Regions from separate parts of the Oryctolagus cuniculus genome. Here region 2 is linked to region 1. The links are chromatin contacts, called in public Hi-C maps. All regions are on one chromosome and are shown on one strand. The core of a region is the stretch at or near the end of the contact, and the rest is flanking DNA. Distances in the headings are between cores, read along the strand shown. Region 1 holds the start of OSR1 (odd-skipped related transcription factor 1). Region 2 has its middle 400 kb from the start of NT5C1B.

The links. A called contact is a pair of places that touch in the nucleus more often than the background predicts.
Region 2: a Hi-C map of embryonic fibroblasts shows a contact between it and region 1, with 3 times the contacts expected there. The contact joins the enhancer-like site here to the promoter of OSR1 in region 1. A contact is called at or near these places in 2 of 6 Hi-C or Micro-C datasets (embryonic fibroblasts and psoas muscle).

Annotation. Positions count from the first base shown.
Region 1 is chr2:183,223,827-183,229,478 of mOryCun1.1, forward strand. It overlaps OSR1 (odd-skipped related transcription factor 1), which reads left to right and starts at 3,383. Exons shown (of 3, transcript XM_002710046.5): 1 at 3,383-3,683.
Region 2 is chr2:183,631,777-183,637,428 of mOryCun1.1, forward strand. No RefSeq gene overlaps it. Among named protein-coding and RNA genes, the nearest start is that of NT5C1B, 400 kb to the right of the region's middle. Within about 2 kb of position 3,540, at least 1 of the 8 cell types and tissues checked has an H3K27ac peak or open chromatin away from gene starts, as enhancers often do.

The DNA of each region.
Region 1 (5,652 bases), core at 2,133-4,632:
TGACGTTGGAAGCATAACCTCTCAACTGCTAAGTAAATTCCATGTTAAAGAATGAGATCATTTTTGTGTCTGGGGAGTGCAGAGAGGGGAGGTTTTATTTTTGTTTGTGTTTAATCCAAACCAACCCGAAGAATACAGGCCACGCTATTTTCTGAAATATTCTATATTCTGAAACCCGCTCAGTTTCCACTCCTAAGACAAGCTGGGACTCTTTCTTTCCCAGGGAACCCGAGTCTAAACAGGGGCTGGGGTCGGGGCAGGGAAGGTGAGCAGTTGCTCACCACCCCAGCTGCACACAGTGTCCCCAGGAGCTCACCGGGGCGGCACCTGGGGGGGACACTCAATGCCCCGAGGCTGCAGCTCCGGCAGGGCAGATTCGGGATCCTTCCCTGACCGTACCCCACGGGGACTGGTGGGGCTCCGGACGGAGCGCGGGAGCCAGACCCGGCGGCCTGCTCTCCAAGGTGGGGATCTGCCCCTGACGCGCCTGGGACCCCGTGGGCGCTCGCCGTTCCACCCAGCACGCAGTGGGTGAGAAAACCAGAGAGAACCGCAGCGGACTTGGTGCTGGGTCTGGGCGCTGGTTGGAGCCCCCCAGGATCCAAGCTAGCAGCTGGGCTCCCAGAAACGCGGCAGGCGTCCGACAGGAATTTTTCCACCTTCTCGGAGCTCTCGGGTGGGCAGGACGGTCAGGTCCAGGCAGCTGAGGGCATTCACCAAATTCGACACGCAACATCCTCTTGAATCCTAAACGAATCTGACTTTGTTAAGAAGTGCCGCCGTGGCCCCTAGGTGTCCTGGGTCCTGCCCTCCCCAATCGGTCCAAGACGCGGTCCCGGCGTGATGCTGAGACCCAGACCCTTCTGGGTGCGTTCTATTTCTCTTCCGTTGGCGCCGCGGGGGTTCCCATCCGGAGCGTCTTCTCGCGCAACGCCGCGGGGGTCCTTCGCTCTCCGCACTTCTCCTGCCCGCCCCGCCCAGAGGGAACCCTGACGCAGGTCAGCCTCCGGCGGAGACCGGGGCGGGGGTTTGGGGTCGCTCTTCTGGGAACTCAGAGTGGGAGGGGGCACCTTTCAATGCCTAGCAAATCTTGAATTTCGTTTCCCCGGCTCTCTCTGAGGTTGTGCGCGACCCAGGAGGCAGGCTTCTGAAACAGGCCCGCCCTAGAGGACACCGAGCGGTGCCAGAGCCCACGTTCCAGCGTCGCTGCGCTCGCTTCCTCGCGTCCTGCCCTTGCTGCCAGCCTCAAGCAGAGACTTCTCTGAGGGAAGCAGCCTGGGGCCTTGGACCACGAGGGATCGCAGCCAGCCTTGATTCCCCACCTTTCCCTACCTGAGTCAGGATGAGTTTTCAAGATAATCGGGAAAACACATTAAACAACCTGGTTTCACGGTTCTTTCTTTACGGATCCCACTAATTGGAACTTTCTGGGAGACTTGAGGCATGTTGGCCGAGTATGCTGTTGTAGAAAGGAGAGACAAGTGCAAAGATGGCGGAAGCTCGGCTGAGCTGCGAGGAGTTCAGAGCAGATGGGTGATATATGAGAGATCTCCAAAAAGTTCTAGGAAATGGGCATTATGGGGAAAATGGAAATGCATGGATTTCAAAGTTTTTGCACCAAAATAAACTTATCTTTTAATTCCATCTTCCCACAAACTTTTTGAGGTACCCTGATAGACCCCAGACGGTTCCATCCCACCTCAGTGTCCTGGCCTCATTTGCTGGCCTTTCTTGGAAAGCGTCCGTGGCTGGCAGTGTCCCCCAGGCTTTGCCTAATTGCAGAGCCTGAGGCTGGTACAGAAAGAGACTCTCTCATCCAAGATGGGAGCCAATGAGTCCCAGATCGCCCTGCCAGGACTCTCCAGGGCTTCCTCTTCTCTCAGAATTTGCTGCCCAGGAATCTCTTGGCAAATGGCGGTATCTACTACCTTCTCTGGTTAGAATGTCACCCCTATATTGGCAGCTGCTAAGACTTTGGGTGCACAAGCAAGCTTAATGGGTCTGTTAGTTCTGTGCTGACCTGTGAGGTGGAGCTGGTGAATGCAGTCCTGGGGTAGAGATTACACCTCCACATCCCCCTTCCTGCTCAAGCCCAGGTTACCCAGGGGTTAGAGGCAGTGAGCTGTTCTAAAGGACCCAGGACCAGCCTCTGGGGGTGAGTGCATCTCCAGTGACCATGACGAAGGTCAGGGACCACAGCCCTCCAGTTACCCTGCAGAGAAAATCAGATGGGCTTTGCAAACCAAATCTGGGGACAGTAGGGACTCCTGGGAAGGGAGGAGTACTGATGGGTTAGAGACCCTCTCTCGGGTGCTGAACAGTCACTTGGCAATAACTCCGGACAGAGATGGAGTGCAATGGTGTGAATCTGGACCCACCGGAGCCCCAGGAAACTGGCGCCTCCTCCTGTGGCGGACCCTGCCGGGGGTGTTCCAGAGAAGTGACAGGGAGGGCTCCGGTGGGGTCATCTGGAGGTCAGCTCCAGGAGATGAGCGGACAGGAGGGTACTGGGACCCTCCATAAGGCCTAGGCAATGAAGATAGAATTATTGGAAGCCAGGAATACCTACTCTTTTTAAGATTCCAAACTCCATCTGAACTTTGCTGACAACTGCATAGTTTGCATTGGTTGCCTTCCCTGCTCGCCAGACTCCCATCCATGCTGATAGCAGTAATCCACTAGAAAGCAGGCTGTGCTTGGGGGGGGGGACCCCAGAAAGTTTTGGGTCCCAGGAAAATAACTGGACCTCCTTGTGCGACCCTCAGATATTTCTACTGAACCCAGAACCCAGGGAATGTGGTTAGCTGGAAAACCTCCAACGTTAGGACTCTCTCGAGTCGGTGACTGTGGCTCTAGCCAGCGCCACCCAGGTCACCGCACTGGCCCTAAGCACACTCTGATGACCAGAAGCTGCTCCACACCCGAGGTCTGCAGCCTTTTGGAAGGGATTTTGGGAGAATGGGTGACTGCTAGGCGCCACAGTGTGCCAGGGTCCAAGCTTACGTGCCGGGATCCCAGGGCACACAGCTCCTACCCTCCCACCTAGCGGAGTACAGAGCAAGAATAGGACATGGAGACGCAGGATACCAGCTTGCTGTGGTCTGCGAAGGGCTGTTTGCTCTAGCGCACCAGGCAAGCCCTCCTGGGCTTAAAAGGCGAGGAGGGGTCGCGCAGGACTGCAGGGGAGGGGACGTAATGTCCGGAGAGGCCAGGGCCAAGCGAGTGCAGCTGCCAAAGTTGACCGCCCCGGTCAGCAAAACTTTGTGTCTCAGCGCGCAGGCGCAGGGCCGAGTTGGGGGAGGCAGGGAGGGAGGGGAGGAATCCTAAGGCTAGGGGCGGGGGGGGGGGGGGGAGGAGGGAGGGTGGTGGATTAAAATAAGTAGGCGGCTCGGTGCGAAGGGATGAGTGAGTCGGAGCTCGGCCTCTCCCCAGCACGTTCTCAGCCGCTCCCGGTTCAGAGCCAGCGAGCGAGCGGCGAGCGAGGCTCACCATCCCCCGGCGGCCAGGATTCCGGGGCCGCTGAGCTCTCCCGCCTGTCGGGAGCTCGGAGCCCTCGGAATCCCCGCAGCCGGAGACTTGTCAGGACTTTAGAGCGCCAGCGGTGTCCGTGGGCTCCAGCGCCTCCGACTTCCCGGGCCCCTTGCAGCGAGAGCCCCAGAGACGCGGGACCTCCGCGGAACAAGGTAATTGCAGCCCGGACGCCCGGGCTCCGCCAGGGGAGTGCGGGCAGGACTCCCGGGTTCCTCGGCACAGCCTGCCGGGTGCCTCCACTCTCCCAATGGCCCCCGAAGGAAGTTCCCCTTGTCAAAGCCAAGGCTGCAGGACCTTAGTGAAAGTGAGAGTCGCCCAGGCTGGTTGGGGGCACTGATTCAGGGACCTGCCGCGCAGGGGTCCTGGCCTGCGACCTCGGCAGAGCCCGGGGCGAGCCTCTGCTACTGCCTCCAGCCTGGCGGGGGCTCCGTGGAACCCCGCGCGAGGTGGCCCTGGGCTTCGGAAGTCCGTCTGTGGGCTCCCTTTAAAAGATCAGAGCGACTTGGGCGGGCGCAGCCTTTGCAGAGGCGCTCTCCTAGCTCAGGCTGAGCATCTGGGGGCTGACGAAGGGAGGGAAAGTGAGGGGATGGCCAAGGCCGCAGGGACAGGTGCATGCCCTAGCCGAGTAGCGCTTTCTTGAGTTCTAAAGCGGAGTTGCGCTCAGGTAAGAGCCTGGCTGGATCCCGGGGCACAGGGCCGCGCATCTCACCCCCGCCTCGGACTCGCACTCGGTCTTAGGGATTCTCCCTGCAGGAGAATCCTGCTCTGCATCGGCCAGGCCTGGAGCGTGGCCCGCCAAAGTCCCGGTGTTGGGAGGCACGCAGGGGGCGCGAGTCTGTCTTCCCGGTACGAGACCCGCACGCGGAAACACTTTGCAGCTGCGGGTGTCTACGGGCTGGGGTTTGGAAGGGGAGGAGGATTTTTTTCGCTTCCTTGCCTGTCCCCTAAACCCGAAGTTCAGGAGAAAAAGAGAAAGGCGAAGGAGGGAGGGAAAGAGGAGAGGGAATGCACGCTGAACTCCCTTTTCGCCGGAAACGCCTCTTACAAGGAGAACGAGCAACCCCATCTAGTCGCTGTCAGCAGCTCGGCCCAGCAGCGGGTGCGGTCTTCAAGTGCAGAGTAGCTGCAAGGGGTTCTTTGGGGCCATAATTTGGTATTTTCGCCCTAGCCAAGAGCTGCGCGTTTGGTCTTGGAAGGAAAAACCACGTGCAAGGCTGGTCTCTCGGGTGCACAGCCTCCGAAGGAACAGAAGGGCCGGTGGGGACTGCGAGCGGCTGGTGGGTCGAGATTCCATCCTGGGCTCCTCCAAGTCTTTGCGTTTCCATTATGAGCGGGGAGCGGATCGCCGAGGACGCAGTCCGCGTCTCAGGGCGGCGCAGAGGCCGCCTCCTCCGTGGGTTCTCCCGCTCTCCTTCGTTGAGAGACTGCAAGCGAAGTATCCGGTGCTGGTCACTCCTCTCGGCGGGGGTCCGGACGCCTGTCACCGCCCGTGCTGGGTATTCGAGTCGAGGATGATTTTCTTGGGCTGCCGCTGGGCTCCTCCAGGCGCTTAGCCCATGGAGTTCGCTCCGTCCTCATTAATGGAAGCAGTTAACTCGCTCACGCTCAATTAGCCCCGAATAAACCACTTTAATAGACTCTGCACACTTCATTAATGCCCGACATGGGGGCTGGCGGCGGACCCGGGCTTGGCGACCCACCGCGCGAGGGACCCGAGTGCCTGTGCGGCTCAGGGCCCCGAGCCTCCCCAGCGCGGACTAAGCGCTACTTAGTTCGCGTCGTCCCGACCTGGGCGCGCACCTTCCAGGTTCTGAGGCCGCGCGGGGTGAATGCCTGGCCTGGGGAGGGGGTTTGAAGATCCCGCTTCGCTTGTAAGATCGAAAGCGCTCACCCTGGGGTACGCAGGGGCGCCGGGCGTTTGTTCTACCTCTCTGGCTGGAGAGGCGCGTGTGAGAGCTTTTCTCTTAGCTGAGGGCCTGGGACTGGGTCGTGCACTGGTCTCATTCTCGGTACTAGTGTGAAGAGCCACGTTTCGAACGAATTTCGTCCCCTGGATTCGAAGTGCTCCCAGGAAATCGGAAGCTGGCTGGGCTTGCTGTGTTCGGGGCTAACAGGATCGGG
Region 2 (5,652 bases), core at 2,290-4,789, 410 kb after region 1:
GCACCTAATTCTAGCTTTGGGGGAAAAAGTTTAGGGCTATAATTTTTAAACTTTAATTTTTTATTTGGTGCAAAGGTAACTTCTTGTTTTTAATGGTATTGGCTTAGGTCACTCCATCTTGGTTTGATTTTTAAGGTTCTTCACTGCCTCACCCACCCAAGTCTAATTTATAGCAGAGCTTACCTTTCCAGACTCCCCAGTAATACTCATCTCTCCCATCCCACAATAAAGGATGCACCATTCTATGACGCCATGTGACCATGAGAGTTTATATAGATGACCATGTATCTGATTTCACTGTTTCCCATGGGCATGTGTTATCTTTATAGTTGGATGACATGTTATTCTAATACAGCCATATGTAATGTGATTGGAAATGCTTTCCTTTCCTGTACAATAGAAAACACATAGTAGATGTTTAAATACTCTGATTGTCTTGAATTGGGGTGGACTTAGAGCATAAGGGAATTGCCGGGTTCAAGGCCAGAACTAGATTAAGGCAATTGAGTGAGGTCTGAAAATCCAAAATTTAAGGTGGCACTTTCTTTCAGATGTGGACCCTGCACTTGTGTGACCTTGAATGCGAATGCCTCCTTAAACTGTGTGTCCTAGATACTTTGTCTTTTCCAAATAGCAGTCTGGATGAGATGGAATTATGAAGCATTTCGGCACAATCTGTCCTTTTAAAGTAAGACTAGATACTGACTTCGTTTTTTCCACAGCTGTTCATAAGCACGACCCACATGTTCCTATGTACACTAACAAGCTAATTCCATAAGAATGATTTCCCAACAATGGTGGCAAAACCATTAGGGTTAAGTTGCCACCTCCTGCTCAGCCTCAGGAGAAGCCTGGCTTTGACGTAAAGAGCTTGGCCTGGAATCAGATCCACTCGACATTAATACCTAGCTTCCCTCTTCACCTTTTAATTAGTCACAACTGAAACTAAAAATATTATTTGGCAAAGCTATAAAAATAATAACAAGAAGAAGGGGAAAAAACAGGAGAAAGGGGAGGAAAAAGAGGGAAAAAGAGCACAGGATTTTTGTGAGAGGTTATTGGAATTGCAATTATGAAAATGCAAAGCTCTAAACAAAAGTTGTCATCATTTTTATTGATGATGATAGTGATTTGCTTTTCAAAATAGTTAATTTCTTTAGAAAGCAGAGTGACAGAGAGTAGGAGAGGCAGACAGACAGACCTTCTATCTGCTGATTCACTCCCAAGTGGCCTCAATGGCCAGGGCTGGGTTAGGCTGAAGCCAAGAGCCAAGGCTCTATCCAGGGCTCGCACATGTGAGGCAGGGGCCCAAAACTCTGGGCCATCTTTTGCTTTTTTTTTTTTTTTTTTTTTTGACAGAGTGGACAGTGAAAGAGAGAGAGACAGAGAGAGACAGAGACAGAGAGAAAGGTCTTCCTTTGCTGTTGGTTCACCCTCCAATGGCCGCCGCTAGAACCCGGTGTGCCGGCGCCGCTAGGCGGAGGATTAGCCTGTTGAGCCATGGCGCCGGCCTGCTGCTTTTGCAAGTGAATTAGCAGGGAACTTGATTGGAAGTGGAGCAGCCGAGATTCAAACTGACATCCAGATATGGGATAGTGGCTTCACAGCAGTGACTTAGCCCGCTGCACCACAACACTAGCCCCATGGTTGGATTTTTTGTGTTTATAGTTCACAATAATTGCCCAACGATAGAATTCTGTACAAGTCTCTCTAAATGCATACATGCAACACACTATATGTTACAGTGCTTGTACATGTCTTCCATACATATTAATGACAGTGAGAGATTAAGTTGCAAGTTCTCCTGAAGGGCTCCAGCCACTAAGGGAAGAGGATATTGAAAGGTGCCACTTAGAAAGTGTGTTTGGATTCAAGGTTTATGCACCTGTGATAATTTGTTTTATTCACCTTCACATCGGACAACTTCAAAGTTAATGCTGTCATTGGTACCTGAAGCAAAAACTAAAATCCCAGTAGGAGGAACAAATAGGGGGCCAAATGACACATTCAGGTTTGAGTTGCTTGTGACAACAAAGGGGGACTGTGGATTTCTCTGAGAGAAAGAGGTCACTTTGAAATGAAGGGGTCATTTCCTAGTAATTCATACCCAAGTGACAAAACGCATACCCTATATGTCACGATGCAAGGCATTCATGTGCTTTCTGAAACTGCTCCATTTAGGTATCATGGGCATGTGTGTGGTGATACACTTGGGAAATTCAGTGAAATGGTTTATGAGTTAAGACCACTTCGATCATTAGTGTTTCCATGACCTATTCTGGCAAGAGTAGGCTGGCATGGAATCAATGAACACGTGTATGCATAGCTCTGAAACACAAATGATCTTACCAACAGCAATTAGGCAACTGTGACTGTATAACCCTGGTTTAAAAATAATTCATGAGATCAAATCTGAACAAAGAATAGAAAATATCTATAGCCATTTAAATTATGTATGCTATCAAATCGGGTGTCTTCCCAGGATCTTCATGAACTGTTAGCAGTAGGAGTAGCATATGAATATGATGTTTTACATATTTAGTGTGAAGAATGAACTAATTTTTTACTCAAGCAGAATGAAAAAAAAAATGATTTGTGGGTTTTGTTTGTCTGTTTCTTAGGTAATTCTTCTGCTTGTGTCTCCTGAAAATATCCACATATACTAGATCTAGAGGCAGTGGTATTAAAAAGAGGTTCAAACTGTATTCTAAAAAAAGTGGCCTTTAAATATGATTTTAAGGAGAAAAGAAATGAACCAATGAAATAGTCTAATATTAATAGTCCTCTAATAATTTAATATTTAGGACAAGTAAGCAAAGCCAGATGTTCAGTGAAATGTCTCCCAGTTGGGTCACAGTCTGAACATTCTCCTCCAGTGTAAACACTCCAGCCTTGTGCCCAGGAGTTAGAGTGTGGGCCAAGGACCAAGTCACACAGCTTTCACTGCCCAATGAGCGTGCAGTTAAAACTAAAATAACATGGAATAAAAACATGCTAAAAAACAAACTCACACACACACGCAAAGAAGGAAAAAATCTGGTATTAACAAGTCCAAATTCTCTTCTATTAACAACCCAATTCTTTTGGTAGCCCACCACACTGATGACTTGAAGCCTTCCAGGACTCATTTAAGAGCCTCAAGGAGTCTGATTTACTTCTCAATGGCCCATTCATCCTTTGAACGTTTAGTCTGTGGCCCTGCAGTTATAACCTAAGCTGGATTTCATACATGAAAACTGACCTCCAGCTCCCGATACTTTTGCCAAGTCCCCGCGAAGGCTCTTGGAATAATTTAGAGTTTGCCATAATGACAAGTTTAAGATTCAATTATTAAGTGTAGTAATTTATTTTTACTATGTTTGTAAAGTGGCTTTCGCCCAACTAATTTCACTGCCCTTCACAGCCAGAAGGCCTGTGATAGCAACGATGATCCTCGCAGTAACACAGCGCGCAGCTCCCTCTCCCTTGTTTAATGCCACGTCAAACACAAGGATTTCTACGGGATTCAGATGGAGACATTTCTCTTTTGCCTTAGTTTGGGCAAAAAATTGATTTCCTTCAGATAGCTGTAATGGATGGTGAGGACGGCAGAGAGCAATCAGGCACAGCTCGAGGCCAATGCCAGAAGTTTCCCAGAAGGATAAATCTTGTTTCCTGCCTTACTTCACAGAATTAAGCCTTAAACAAGTCATGTTCTGTGGCTTGGATGCTGTGTTTATATCAGCTTTGGCTCCCTGGCTCGTGGCTGGGAACATTGTATCGGTCTGTAACTCAGCAAGGTTTTCCTGAAGCAAGAAATCACTATCCCGGTGTCTTTATCTCTCATTCCATTTTATTTGTTCTATTAATACTAGCAAACGAGCTCTGAATGGTAAATGGATTCATAGGAGACAGTGACATTGACCAGGTGCAGTCTGCAAAGCCAATGATTTAGCGCTCTGCTTTGGTAACCGTCTTTCCCAGGAGTTGTATGAAAGATGCTTCTTCATAAAGGGCTTTGTTTTGGAAAATAATAGCAGCACCTCATCTGTGGACGGCTCATTCTCAGTTGGTTCAGTAGGAAAATCTTTGCTGTGGAGTCCAGGATAGGCTGAGACCTTGTGGTCTCTCTGTGTCTTAAATGAAACCAAATCCTCTGGGAATTGCATTCGTTTATGGTTAGTAACAGGCGACTTCCTGTTTCGAAGCGAAATGGGCTTGAAGAGGCTTATAAAAAAGACTCAAAAGGTTTCTTGGACATCAAATGACTCCAGTAAAACATTTTGATGAGTTAAGTGTAAATGCATCAGCAGCATACGGATTAAATTCCCTTCTAAATAAACATTAACAGAGAACATGTTTGGCAAAATGCATTTTTGAGTTTTGCAAAACTGAAAACATTTGAAAAAGGAGTGTGAGATATTTGATGAACTCAGAAAGCAGCCGATTGCCCATCCCATACTTGAATATTTTCTTTGGATGTTCTGCAGATGTCAAATAAATTAGGATGCAGATATTAAAACCTATGTCTGCTGTGGAAGTGAGCAGCTGCCTGTCAGTTAGGACAGTGTTTCTGTGGATACCCTGTTCATGGACGTGTGGCTGCTTGGAGCCTGGGGGACCTGTAACCCTTTCCTCACTCTCAGGCTTCATTTCTTTCCTGGAAGCAGCCTTGCAAGACTTTCTGTGATTCACAGTTCTGCTGGTGAGATAGTTCGCCTCCCAAATAGGATACCAGCTTTGTTATATATCTGCAAGGACACTCGGTGCCACTATGCAGGTGACAGCCACAGTGCTGTCTTTAATCTATGGCCTTTACTCCAGAAGTCACTGTCACATCAACTCTCATTGCCTCCTGCCATCTCTGTCTTTTTTTTTTTTACATACTCTATAAACACAATTTATTCACCCTTTGGAATGGTGGAAGTGGCAATGGAAGAGGAAGAACAAAGCAGAGATATATTTTTGAACAGAGCCTCAATGGCACTTGGCAACTAAATGAAGGAAAAGGCTAATATGACCACACAACATAAGTTCTGGGGATCAAATCTGTAGTGAAGCCACTGAAGGAGAGAACCGCTTTCAGAAATCTCTTGGATTATAAAGTGTTAAAGAGAATAAAAACGCTGACATCGTTTTTGAAAGTACTCAGCCCAGAACAACAAATCAGTGCCACACTCCTGAGTATGTACTCACACTGACTGAGGATCCTCTGGTCTCTGAATACACATGCAGAAAATGGATTCTAAGAAAGCTATTAGCAAATAAATGCAGGTATTTTGTTTAAATACTTAAAAGATTAAAGATTTAGCCCAGTGTACTTTGGCAAATGATATTGTTTATAGCAAATGATGACCCACAGCCATATCAAAAATTATACAGAGAATTAATATAGTACTCATTAAAATATTTATGAAAGCCTGTGTAAGTAGCACCCACTTCTCATTGTGGCTTTATTCCACAGCCTGACAATCATTGGCATCTTTCTTCTGCCACTTTCATGCATTCATTAAATGATTTCTCACTAAGGTCATGATATGGCTGATTCTGTTGACCTTATTTCTATTTTCAATTTACTCCACATATGGTTACCAGAGTTTTCTTTCAAAATGACTAGTCTTGTCATTCACCTGTTCAATAATCTTTGATGCCTCCCAGGTGTTTCCAGAATAA